Regions from separate parts of the Zea mays genome. Here region 2 is linked to region 1. Evidence: chromatin contacts called from public Hi-C data. All regions are on one chromosome and are shown on one strand. Each heading gives the region's core, a stretch centred on a gene start, on an enhancer-like site or on the middle of the called end of the contact. The rest is flanking DNA. Distances are from core to core; before and after follow the strand shown.

Region 1 (6,581 bases), core at 2,537-5,036:
CCTTTTGACTTGACCATCAAGCTTCTCCTGGACAAGCGCTGCACTTACCGCTGAGTGCGAAGCTGCCACATATAATAACAAAGGAGCCCCTGGCATTGGTGGAGTCAATGTTGTTAGATCTATTAAATATTGTTTTAGCTCTTCAAAAGCCTTCTGCTGGATTGGTCCCCATTGAAAGACTTCGGCTGACTTCAGCACTTCGAAGAATGGTAAGTTTCTCTCTGCTGATCTGGATATGAATCTATTGAGAGATGCCAATCTTCCTGTCAATCTTTGAGCCCCCTTCTTTGTAGTTGGTGGCTCCATCCAAAGTATAGCTTCAATTTTACTTGGATTAGCTTCAATTCCCTTTGTTGAAACCAAGCATCCAAGAAATTTCCCTTTCTTCACCCCGAAGACGCATTTTTCTGGATTTAATTTTAGGCCAGCTTGCCTGAAACTGGCGAAGGTCTCCTGCAGATCAGCAATATGATTCTCCTGCTTCGTGCTTTTGACAATGATGTCATCAACATAAGTTAGCACATTTCTGCCTATTTGAGATTGGAGAACCTTCGCAGTCATTCGGCTGAAACTTCCTCCAGCGTTTTTGAGCCCATCAGGCATCCGAAGATAGCAATATGTGCCACTTGGAGTTATAAAGCTAGTCTTCGGCTCATCTTCCTTCTTCATCCAAATTTGATGATAGCCTGAATAACAGTCTAACAGACTCATGAGCTCTGAAGAAGCTGCTGCATCAACTAAAGAGTCTATCCTTGGTAGTGGGAATTCATCCTTCGGACAAGCCTTGTTAAGATCTGTAAAATCGATGCACATTCGCCACCTGCCGTTGGCCTTTTTTACCATAACAGTGTTAGCTAGCCATTCTGGGTACTTTACTTCTCTGATAACTCCTGCACTGAGGAGTCTTTTGACTTCGTTGCGAGCACCTTCGACCTTATCATCTGACATTTTCCGAAGCCTTTGCTTTCTGGGTCTGAAGGATGGATCGACATTGAGCGAGTGCTCAATAACATCCCTATTAACTCCGCATAGATCATTGGCTGACCATGCAAAAACATCTTTGTTATTGAACAAAAACCTTATCAAGGTTTTCTCCTGCTCTTCGGATAATTGAGAGCCTAACAGCACCTTCTGCTCTGCTATGTCCTCACATAAAAGCATAGGCTTCGGCTGATCTGCTGAAGCTGCTTTCTCCCTTCTGAATTTGTACTGTTCACAAGCTTCAGCTCCATCTATGTTATGGATTGCTTTTGAGTCAGTCCAATTGCCTTCGGCCCTTCTTGCAGCTTCCTGACTTCCATGGATAGAAATGGGTCCCTGATCCGAAGGTATCTTCATGCAAAGATAGGCAGGATGAAGGATTGCTTCGAAGGCATTGAGAGTACCACGACCAATAATTGCATTGTAAGGGTATTCCATGTCAACAATGTCAAACACAACTTGCTCAGTTCTAGTGTTGTTGATGAACCCGAAGGTCACTGACATGGTGATCTTGCCCAGTGCTACAATCTGTCTTCCTCCGAAGCCACAGAGAGGATGTGTAGCATCATGAATCTTATCTTCTGGCTCTTGCATCTGTCTGAAGGCCTTAGCAAATATGATGTCCGCTGCACTGCCTGTATCAACCAAGACATTGTGGACCAGAAATCCTTTGATAACACAAGAGATAACCATGGCATCGTTGTGTGGGTAATCTTTGAGCTGAAGGTCCTCTTGGGAGAAGGTAATAGGAATGTGAGACCATCTTGACTTGATGAAGGGTCCTTGCACCCCAACATGCTGTACCCTTCTCTGTGCTTCCTTCTTCTGTTTCTTGTTAGCTGGCTCTGAGGACGAGCCACCTGTGATCGGGAGCACCAACTTCGGGTCCGAAGCAGCTCCAGCTTGGTCGTTGAACGAAGCCATCAGCTCAAAAAAGTGGAAGTGAGTTCACCGGAGGTGGGCGCCAATGTTGGGGACTTGTTCTCAAATGCTTAAGATTAAGAACAAGGCAACATAAAATGTTAAATGTTAATGCCCTTCGTCCATGAAACATTATTCCCTCAAGAACAATGGATCTTGGACGAAGGTTGATAAAAGTATAATTACGAAGCTCAAATCTTCGTAATAAAATTTCAGTAAAAAATTATGAAATGACATAAAACGATAGGTATGAAAGGAATAAATACATCGTAGATGAATTACATTGTATTTACATAATGTATTGAACTATTGAATACAATAATACCTTTGCCTTGGCAAAGAGTTGGATTCCGAGAGATACGATTGTAATTAATCGAATGCCTGAACAATAACGGAATACTGTTCACTATTTATAGGCACAGGACGCAGCCTGTGAGGAATTACAAGTATGCCCCTTATAAAAACTTACAACATTGACTCAGACCTTTATGGACTAAAAGGTCATTCTATCTTTAAGTCGGTTTGTAATGCCGAAGCTTTACGAAGAGGAACCTTCGGCTATCTTATACAAACAGCTTCATCCGAGGACCACTTCTTTCTATAAGACCTTCGGCGACGAAGCATAGACCCAACAGGGCCCATTTTCTTTTTCCTGAAGTTATCTATGCTAGTGAATGATTAGATCAAGACTTCGTCTCCCTAACAGCCTACCTCTCTTTGGCAACGCACCTAGCTTGCGGCGGGGTCGAGTGCCGAGGAGTTCGACAATGACGGAGAATGCATGGTCATATGGAGGCGCGTTGAAGCTGCCTTGGCGGTAGGATTACAGTCAGAGGAACAGGCCTGCTCCTGTCGGACCTAGGGACGACGAGGTCGAGGGTAGAGAATGTCGAGGCGGAGGAGAAGGCTGATCGACATGATCTATGGGGAGCGGTTGTCTAGCGACGACGGCGTGACCTCTAGGGGAGCGACACCCAGCGACGGAAGAGAAGCTTGTGTCCGCACGCTAGATCTGTCAGCCTCGCTACATGGGAAAGTGGAAAAAAAAGGCACACTAGACCTAGCTACCTCGCCGTGTGGGAAATGGAAAAATAATCACGCGGGTGTGAAGAATTGACGTCAACTGTATTTAGAGAGTGTCCATTGAATTACAAAATCTGGAGAGGAATGATGTCCAGTAAGTAATTAAATTTAGCAAGTCTATTTAAAGACTTGTTGGTGAGGCATTCTTGAATTTAAGATTTATGGAGTTGTTTGGAACAATGGCTATCAATTTTGAACATGTTATCATAAGCAAGCCTACACTCAAACGATTCTCGTCAATACTTTACTTATGCAGGAGGGTTCTATACCATCCTAAAGAAAACTAGACAATGCTCGTCTACTGATTCGTTCAACTTCCGTATGGACCTTTATGTTATAGGTATGTACATGCTATAATATTTTTCTCGAATTAGTAGAATCATTTTTATCCAAACAATTGTACATGCTAATTTTGTAAATATTTCAAATCTACTCTCATTAATTTCGCACATACTTCGTATTTGATACGACTCTCAACCACTTCTCCTCTCCGAAAACTGCTGATTTTTAGCGGGTTCTAGGGACTATTTTTCAGTCCCTCTATTTTATTATACTTTAGTCTCTAATTGCTAAATACAGAAACTAGAGTTTTAATTTTCATATTTAATAATTTAGGAACTAAAATAAAATAAAATGAAGAGACTAAAAAATAGTAACTAGAAACGAAACACCTACCTAATCCAGGATTTGATTGTAGTACTAGTAGGCTGTAAAATGATCTAGTTGGAAATTAGAAGAACTATAGGTCCTTGAGGCAAAAGTGCAGCTATTTAAATGCCTTTTCCCGTCCGGAAACTGCGCATTTCAGGACCAGAGCAGAATTCCTCGTTTCTTTCAAACCGCAAGAAAACTAAGCAGCACATAATTACCATTTCTGCCCTCCGTCCCCTCTCAACTCCGTCGTCGCGACCTGCCGCGCCGTCATCGCCGGCGGCGACCAGCACGTGCAGTGGACCAGTCGCGAAGCAACCGCGCAGAAGAGAAGGGTAAAAACAGGACTGTTGGAAGTCGAGTCGAGAAGCAACAGCAAGCAGCAGCTTGGGGGGTAGGTGGGGCAACGCAGCAGAGATAGTCCAATTCGCCGCCTTGCCGGCCACTGACCTCGCCGGCGGCGGGGTCCCCTCTGTTGGAGCCGACGGATCCGTTGCCCCCTCCTATCCGAACCTGATCCACCCATGGTACTGTTCCGGATCCTTTGCTTGTCTAGCCCTTTGCTTTCCCAACTACTGCTACTAGCTTGTGTGCTGGGCGTGCTTCGCTTCGCCTGGCTGCTGATTGAATCATATTTCGCTGGGATTCGCGACTCTGTATTGGTTCAGAATTCAGATGGCTTAATTGAGATGTGAGCTGCTGCTTGCGCATTCGGAAGCCTTAGTGTGTGTGTGTTTGTTTCTCTCACAAATAAGTTAAAATATGCTAGCATTGGGTAGCTTATTTCAGTTTATTTGTGATCCAAAAGTGTTATTTCACCTTCCTACTCTTTCACCATAATACAACTTATAAAATCTAGAAGAGAAACAAACATGGCCTTAGTCAATGATAAAATTGTCAACCCTAGCTGTATAAGTAAACGATTTCTTGCACAGCATGCTCTGCTCTCGGTACAGTAATTACAGCTTTTAAAAGGAGCTTCACAGCTATTTTTGGAGTTTGCTTACTTTCTGTGCGTGCCGATTTAAGAGGAAGCCCCACCCTGAGATTTTGGGGGTCCAGAATGAAATTTTAAATAGAGACCCTTGTTAATATTACATGTAATTTTTACCACTAAAACTTCAATGTGATCTATTAAAAATCATAACCTTGATAAGTTGTTTATGCTCCCGCGAGGGTGTTGTGTGACGTCTACCGTCACCATCTCAGCTGACTTGGTGTTTTTAGTTTGAGAAGTCACTTTATTCTGGATCAGGTGATTTATCATGGGTTCATCATATGAATTTTGATATATTTCTTATGTTAGTAATTATTATTAGCTAGTAAGGAACGAGGTAACAGAAGACCAATCCATTCAATTTCACTAACCAAACAAAAAATAATAATAAGTAAAAGGAGAATATAATACTTGTTCTTCTAACCGTACATTATGCGTTCATTATGTACATAAATAGAGTAATCTTATACTATTAATATTATTTGTGTGTGATATGGGGCCCTATGGCCTGAGGGGCCCCGGATCTGCCGCACCGTCCGACCCCCCCTCAGGGCCAGCACTGCTACCCTCACACACACCTTTTTTTGTCTCATTTGGAACTTAATAGACAACGTGATTGTATTTCTTGTACAGTGTTGTGTATTCACGCTACAGTATTCTTACTTCACTTAATAGATGAAAGCATCATGTTAAATATTAATGATAGAAAACCTAGCTTTTGTTTGCAATGAAGTTTATGTAGCAGTAATGTCATAACTGCTGAATAAGATATATATGAAGAATATTATATTCAGGTTTCACCTCTGATTTGTGACCTAGTGCGAAAGAAACCTTAGTTTGAGTTTGGATGAGCTTCAAGTTTGCTAGCAATGAATCAATGATGTTAGGGCTGGAAATAGAACTACAATTTTCATAGGTCAGTATGCACATTTCTTGTTGGTTGTGTATGAAAGACATTTTATATCAAGTAGGCGACCAAGGATGTTCCTTAATACAGGTCTGACTTAAGTTGTTCTAGAAAACATTGATTCTTTGACGAGCCAGCAGTAAGGACTAAATTAGTTTTTGATAGTTGCTATATAATTTTTTTATGTGGCATGTAAAATTTTAATACCACTATACCAGAATCTTGTTCTTATGGTTTAAAGTTGCATACATGAATATCTCAAATTGCATTTTCCCTATTCCTTTAGTGGTTTGGGCTCTTACTGATCTCTCAAGTTTATTGATTGATATTTAACGCATAGTTGCCTCAAGAATATACCATTTACATTTAGTATGCTGTTCGTATTTGTATTACCTACCTGCTCTCCATGTACTTATCAATATCAAAGTTATTAGCAATCTGCATACCGTCTGTATAATAAACCATTTCTTTGGGGCCTTATAAGTCATAAGAGACCCTTGCAATTGTACTGAAAATTGCAATGCTTTGGATATACCAGGCAGTGCTCCTAATCACTGTGCTAGTTATAACATATTGCTACTGTACTTCAGAATTTGGTTAAGCGCTGAGATACATAATTGATGCATAAATTGGAAGTGCAAATTTCCATTCTACTTTCATGCATGACTGAGTAACATATTGCATAAGTAGGGTTCAAATCAATCATTACAGAGGAGCTACAGAATTTATTTCTTATATATCACTATAAAAGGTAACATCCAGCCTCAACTGTTTGGGGATAAAGAAAACAAATATTTTTCCATGAAATTTTGTTGTGTCCCAGAGTTTATTTTGTTATTCCTAGGATAAGTTTTTTTGGTAGTAAATCTGCTCTGGCTGTTTGCCAGATGCCAGGGGTTACTGTATGCTATTTCTTTGCTTACCTTGTTGTCACCTCATTCCGCTGGAAGCTGGATTCTCCATCTTCTTTCACTCTTTCCCTCTGAATGATGCTCTGAAACAAATTGATTTCACTTTTTGTCCAAAATCTCATCGTCTACC
Region 2 (6,581 bases), core at 2,759-5,258, 320 kb before region 1:
ATTATTTTAATTGGGTGTACAAGTCAACGCACAAGTGTATTCCTACATAGAAAAGCAACCGACAAAAACTGTTATAACTTAAAGAAAATCAGTCACCCAAGCACCGCCTGCCACCTAATACCTGATAAGAACATAGCCTACCTATCTATGATTAGGCACTAAACCATATAATATAATGCATAGCCAAAGCACTGCCAGTAAACTAGATTAGTAATGAAGGTTTCATTACTTTTAAATGTTTGGAGGATTACAGAAATTTATTTTCCAGCTTTCAATATGGTGGTTTCCCTGTTACTTTTGTTGCATAATTGAGATGGACACTGTTATCCATGTCATAGAGGTAAGAATGTTTCAATTGAATGCAAAGTTTCTGTTTCTGAGCAGACCAGTGATCAAATATGTAACTAAAAAAGAGCAGACCCAGTGTCAAGAGGCTCCCACATGAGTGGGATCTGGGAAAGAAATAACCGAGGCAAGCCTCCTCCCCACAAATGCGGAGAGGATGCTTCGAACCCGCGACCTAGTGACTCAGTGAGACAGCTCTCACCATTGCACCAGGCTTGCCCTTCAAAATCAAATATATAACTAAAATAGGAATTTATGCTTGCAATTTCCTGCCAAACGATGTCACCATCGCTTATGTCCTAAATATGTTCCCATGCATTAGAGATTTTTTAACTTACCGATGAGCCAAACTTGTCTGCAATCATTTCAAGGACATCTGTATTTTCTAACCACTGCAATGTATCACCATAGTTTGAATATATGGTCTCATCAGCACCAATCAGTCGTATCAGCACCTAAAGAATTCGGGGACAACATCAACCAAATGCACCCAACAATTCATTAATTTAAAATAATTCATGATAAACTTACCTCCATTATCGATGTGATGCCAATCAGGTCAACAAGCTGGACAACTATCTTTGGATGCCCCTATAAAATGCAATAATAAAAGTCCCATAAATCTATTTGAATGTTGAGTTCAAAAGAAACTATTAGCTTGTAGACAAAAGGGTACCCCAAATTTTGCTTAGGAAGATTTCATACAGGTAAGAGTATAGGTAAAAACTAAACCGAGTATTAGAAGACTAGGAATTAAACAAACCATGTGAACATAAAAACATGAGAGAAGGACAAGTGTGATGCAAGACTTTGTATTTAAATACATAAAATAAATTATCGTTTTCACAAAAGGACACAAGGAATACCTGAACATAACTCATAAGTGGAGCAGTCTTCCTCAGCATCAAACATATTACCACCTATACATAATTATATAATTTACTAAATTCAGCCTCAGCATAAAAACGACAGAATGAAGTCTAGCCCAAAAATTACAAACTTCTCCAAAAGACTCGACACTATCTGATGATTCAGATAAACCAGATTCTCTTTCACAACGTGGCTAACAAGCGCAGCATGTGGCGTCTCAGGTGCTCCTCATGAGATCATCCGCCCCTGATCTCTAATGATCTAGTGGGTTGAGAGGGTTTTAGTAGACTGTTTTTGTTTGAGACTTGGACACTTGGTTTATTTATACCCATGGATGGAGTAGTGTGCATGTTGTGGGCTGGGGGCATCACATCTCTCCTGTTCTCTGTAGACTTGGTACAGTTTATTTCCTCTATCTTAGTGTCATATCACGCAATTCTCCATTATTATTTGAGAAAAAAATAGTCAGATTGACAAAGTTACCTTACTGAAGTAACCAGACAATAATGTGCTATGTGGATGATCAGGTTTCACAAATGAGAAAAGCAAGTCCATTAGCTGCAACACAGACAAGGAGAAGAAAATAAAGTAAACCATAATTCAATAATCTACAGGTAGAAATTTTTCAAGGAAAAACTCCAAGGAGCAAATATATGACGAGAATGCCAACCTCTTCATCCTCTACTAAGGTCCTCAAAATGACATCGATTTCACAAGTAAATATTTCACAAGCAATAAAAGGGAACCTACAAGGAGAAGTTCAAATGAATAGGAACTTCAGGATTTTACATAAAATGACAACACTAGTTATCAATGATTCAATGGTCATACTTGAAGGAGCGCTTCCTTTCAGCATCCTCTGGAACTTCTTCCAAAATATAATGAAGCAACTGTTCCACCTGGGACTTGTCACGTAAGCTACACAGAACAATTCAAGTTACATAGAGGGAAACCAGTACTATTGGGTAAAATAAACACCAGCATGTTGCAATGTTCAAAAAAGGAAAACTGGATAAGGTTTATAATAATGCATACAGCAATATCCTCCAACAAGAAAATGTAACTACTCCCACCAGTGTACACACAACATTTCAGACAAAATGATTGAAGTGAATGCAGTATTCTGTATTCTTTTGTTTTCTGAAACGTCATGTAAAAGTGAGTAGAGGTAGTAACACATTTTGGCCCAAAGAAAAAAGTGCAACTCTTTGCAGATAATACAAACTATATATAGAACAGTACCAGTAATCAAATATAGAGTTCACTGAAGTACAATTTCATGTGCATATGAGGACCTTTGCAGGAACGATAAGTGCATAAAAAAATTATATCATATAAGCATACTTATTGACTATTATTTTTATTCTCTAATAGGCATTTCATTTGACGCCACAACCACTCCACTGTATGTATCAGAAGTCACAAGTGAAGTTATAATAAGACAGCCCACAAAAAAAAACAAATACTAATGTAAGTTCCATCAGTAGATTGAATATGCTGCTCATATCACAGAAATAAATAAGAAAATTACAAGTTTATGAGTCTTGAGTTCAGTGCTTTGCACTCCTGAATAATTTCATCCTCATCAAGAAGTTCTTCCAATGTAAAATTTTCTTTGTCCAGAATTGTATCCACCTGAAAAAAATCACTAAGTTAGCACAGTTAAGAACCTCTCTTTAACAATAAATGAGGAAGAAAAAAACGAAAGGCCTCCATGGTTCAAGCTATTTGCAGTGACTACTGAAAGAATAAGAATGATTCACGTTGACAGTTGTCAAGTTTGGAAATCACTTAAAAAGAAATTAATTTCAGATATATATCAAGTTGTACACACAAAATAGCACTGAAACAAAATTACAGATGTCACATCATTTTTATTTCCTATATATATTGTGACTATGCAAGTAATCCAACAAGGACATTCCCAAAAACAGAATTAATGGGAAGGGCATATTGCAATGGTACACTATGCCAGCATGAAATGCAATTCCTTTCTGGAGCAGCAGCAGTGCCCTATGCATAATAAAGCAGAATGCCACAAGACAATGTGTAATAAAATATAAAGCCACAAGACAATGTGTTCAGCATAAGAAAACAAACAAAGCCGCCTCTTTGCCATAAAATGAATCTCATCCACAAATAATTCAATCTTCCCCGAAACATAAGCCCAACCAGAACCAAAGCATATCATTCCTTTCAGCAGCACACGCTCTGATCCCACTGGCACCCTCAAATCCACGGGAACAGCATACACGTACTCATAAACGCAAAAATCACACATCCCTAAGCCACAGCACACTCGTACACTAATTCCAGAACGAAGTTCAAACGGGAATACACAAAATAAGCGAGCATTACGACCCAATCCAGAACAAGCAAACAAACCACCCCGCAGCTCAGTCACAGCGCCCGCACGCTCACGCTCTTAACCTGAGAGAGGCAGCAAAGGTGTGATGAGGAGCAGACGAATGGGAACTCACGGGCGAGGCCGCGGAGAGGCCGGTCATGCGCCAAAACATGGCGGCGGCGGTGGGACGACCAGCGGCGGATCTAGGGTTTGGGGCGCCGGGGAGAGCGAATCTGAGGGCGAGCCCACGCGAATCCGAGCGGCGGCGGCCGAATTGCCCGGCCGCGGAGGGCGGGTCGGATCGGGAGAGCGGGCGAGCGGATCGAACTGGGATCGCGAGATGGGGAGGGAGGCGCACGCTCGCGCGCACACACGAGACACGAGAGGATGAAAAAACAGCACGCTTTTCTTCTATTCGCCTTCCGTTTCTCTCTCCGTTTGGGAAGTTTGATTTGGGCTGGGTTTGGGGTTAATTGGGATTAGTTTTTGGTCCTGCCGTCTGGCCGAGACCGTGTGTTTCTGCGACTGGGCGCCGTTACTTTCATCGAGGCAGGTGGCCGGTGGCAATCGGAGGTTTCATTCTGCGGGCGCCACATCATGCAAGAGAGTGGATTTTATTTCCTTTACGAGGAAAATCAAAATTTATGAACCTGCAAATATCGGTAAAACAACAAATATTGTTAACTAAGAAAAATAACTCATGATAAAGTAATAAAAACAAAATAAGTTTTGACCAGGAAAATACATGCTCAATTATTTCTAGCACAGACTTCTTCGGTAAAGAGAAATTAGACGATAATAAGAGGTGCACTAATGAAAAAAGAGGGACAGTAGCTTCAATCTAAAGCATGTAATCTGAGTTGTATATCTCGATAAGAAGTTAAGACCTAAAGTAAGCGAAAGCCAATCCTTATGAGAATGACTACAAGCTTCGCAAGAACAAAAGACAAGGAATTAATCAGTTGAGATACTCCCAAATTATTGGTTCTCTCATGTACCTTGTTGGTGCAACCATACCTGATATCTCGTTTGCTATGAGAAAATTGAGCAAATTCACTTCTAATCTAGGAAGTGAACACTGGGGTGCACTAGAACGTGTAATGAGATACTTGAGAGGTATTTCTGCGTATGGACTTCATTATACTGGGTATCCTGCTGTACTTGAAGGGTATAGTGATTCCAACTTGATCTCAGGTGCAGCTGAGATCAAGGCCACAAGTGGATATATATTTGATATTGGTGGGGCTGCAATTTCTTGGATGTCTTGTAAGTAGACTATCTTAACGAAGTCTACTATGGAGGCGGAACTTGTAGCACTTGAGTCAGCCATTACTGAGGCAGAGTGGTTGAAAGAGCTCTTGATGGACATGTCAATGGTTGATAAACCGGTACCAGCCATTCTGTTGCATTGTGATAATCAAAGTGTGATCACAATTGTAGGCAATGTAAAGGAAAATGCAAAGTTCTCAAGACATGTGAAACGGCGAATCAAATCAGTAAGACATTTGATAAATACTAGAGAGAACGTCGTAGAGTATATTAATACTGCTCGAAACTTGGCGAACCCTTTTACAAAGGGATTAGTAAATGCTGTGATTGATGAAGCATCAAGGGAGATGGGATTGAAGCCCATGTGATGTTATCATACAGTGGTAACCCAATCTATGTGATCGGAGATCCTGTGAATTAGTAACTGGGAAGAACAAATTGTTTTGTATAACAAGAGACTATATTATTTTATTCGTTTTCTGCTAGAAGTTGCGTACTTTCGGTACCGCAAGGGAGGTTGACTTTTGTCTTAATGTATTGTGAGGCTTGTAACAGGCAAGGTACTATCCTGCAGGGTACACTTGTAAGAATACACCTATGTGAGTTTGACTGTGAGGTCGCGGTCTATGAGATATGGGTAATCTCAAAAAATCACTAAAAGACATGTGAGTATAACTGTAACGCTCCAATCAGAGGCATGGCTTTAGGCAGCCTAGTATCAATGATGCCTATAGGTGAAACCAACTTACACAAGACTAGCAATTCAAGGCTTTGTCCATTGCAAAGTCGTTTTTGGCGATTAACGCCAAAGGACCGCACCACCATTATTTTAAAATTTTCAAAAGGAAAAATCATTTCAAAAACCCTCTTGAAAGCTAAGGGGAGAATTTCTTCAGGGGGAGCTTTTATTTAGTCAAAGGAAAAGCATTTGAAACAGGGGGAGAAATTTGAAATCATATTCTTATACCTTTGGCTATTTGCAAAAGAATTTGAAAAGATTTTTCCAAAAAATTGCAAAAACAAGCAAGTGGTCCAAAATGTTAAATAGAAGAAAGCAATCACGTTTATTCTTAGACTTAGACTTATGTAGAAAGTCTTTCAATTGGTTTAAATTCAAGTAACCTATGCACATATATCAAAATTGCAAACTAGTTAAACTTTTACACTTCATATTTGCTTTGGTTTGTGTTGGCATCAATCACCAAAAAGGGGGAGATTGAAAGAGAAATGGGCTTAATATTTTCCTATAATCGATTTTAGCGGTTGACGTCCATCACAAACCACGTGGACTAATTAGTCTGCCTAGATGTCTTTTTTATCTCAGGTGCATAAGGTTAAACATAAACCAAGAAAGGAATTAAGTTGGGGACTCAAACAAGTTTGGAGAAAAGTACTAGAAAAGGTGTTGCAAGTGGCGCACCGGACAGTGTCTGATGCCCTAGGCCAAGCACCAAGTGAACTGCTCACTCTCCGGTTTTTCAGAGACGCCCTCCGGTATAATTCACCAAACTGTCCGGTGTGCACCAGACATGTCCGGTGTGCCAACAGTGCAACAGTCAACTGCAAAAGTGAACAGTGAAGTGAACAGTGCGCAGTTAGAAGTCAGAGCAGCAAGTCAGAACACACCGGACATGTCTGGTGTGCCACCGGACTGTCCGGTGCAGCTACAAGACAAAGTGTTCCAACGGTCAACCGCTCCAAACCCCAACGGCGTGCTGACGCGGCGCGCGCCGAACAGTGAACAGTGCCC

The links. A called contact is a pair of places that touch in the nucleus more often than the background predicts.
Region 2: a Hi-C map of tassel shows a contact between it and region 1, with 1.6 times the contacts expected there. The contact joins the promoter of LOC103652598 here to the promoter of LOC541763 in region 1. A contact is called at or near these places in 2 of 25 Hi-C or Micro-C datasets (ear and tassel).

Annotation. Positions count from the first base shown.
Region 1 is chr3:226,510,206-226,516,786 of Zm-B73-REFERENCE-NAM-5.0, reverse strand. It overlaps LOC541763 (myosin 1), which reads left to right and starts at 3,786. Exons shown (of 39, transcript NM_001111455.1): 1 at 3,786-4,163. The coding sequence starts at 4,161.
Region 2 is chr3:226,831,054-226,837,634 of Zm-B73-REFERENCE-NAM-5.0, reverse strand. LOC103652598 (serine/threonine-protein phosphatase 6 regulatory subunit 2-like) reads right to left here and starts at 4,008. Exons shown (of 19, transcript NM_001346783.1): 1 at 3,696-4,008; 2 at 2,747-2,850; 3 at 2,047-2,133; 4 at 1,886-1,961; 5 at 1,699-1,773; 6 at 1,212-1,265; 7 at 877-936; 8 at 684-800. The coding sequence starts at 3,734.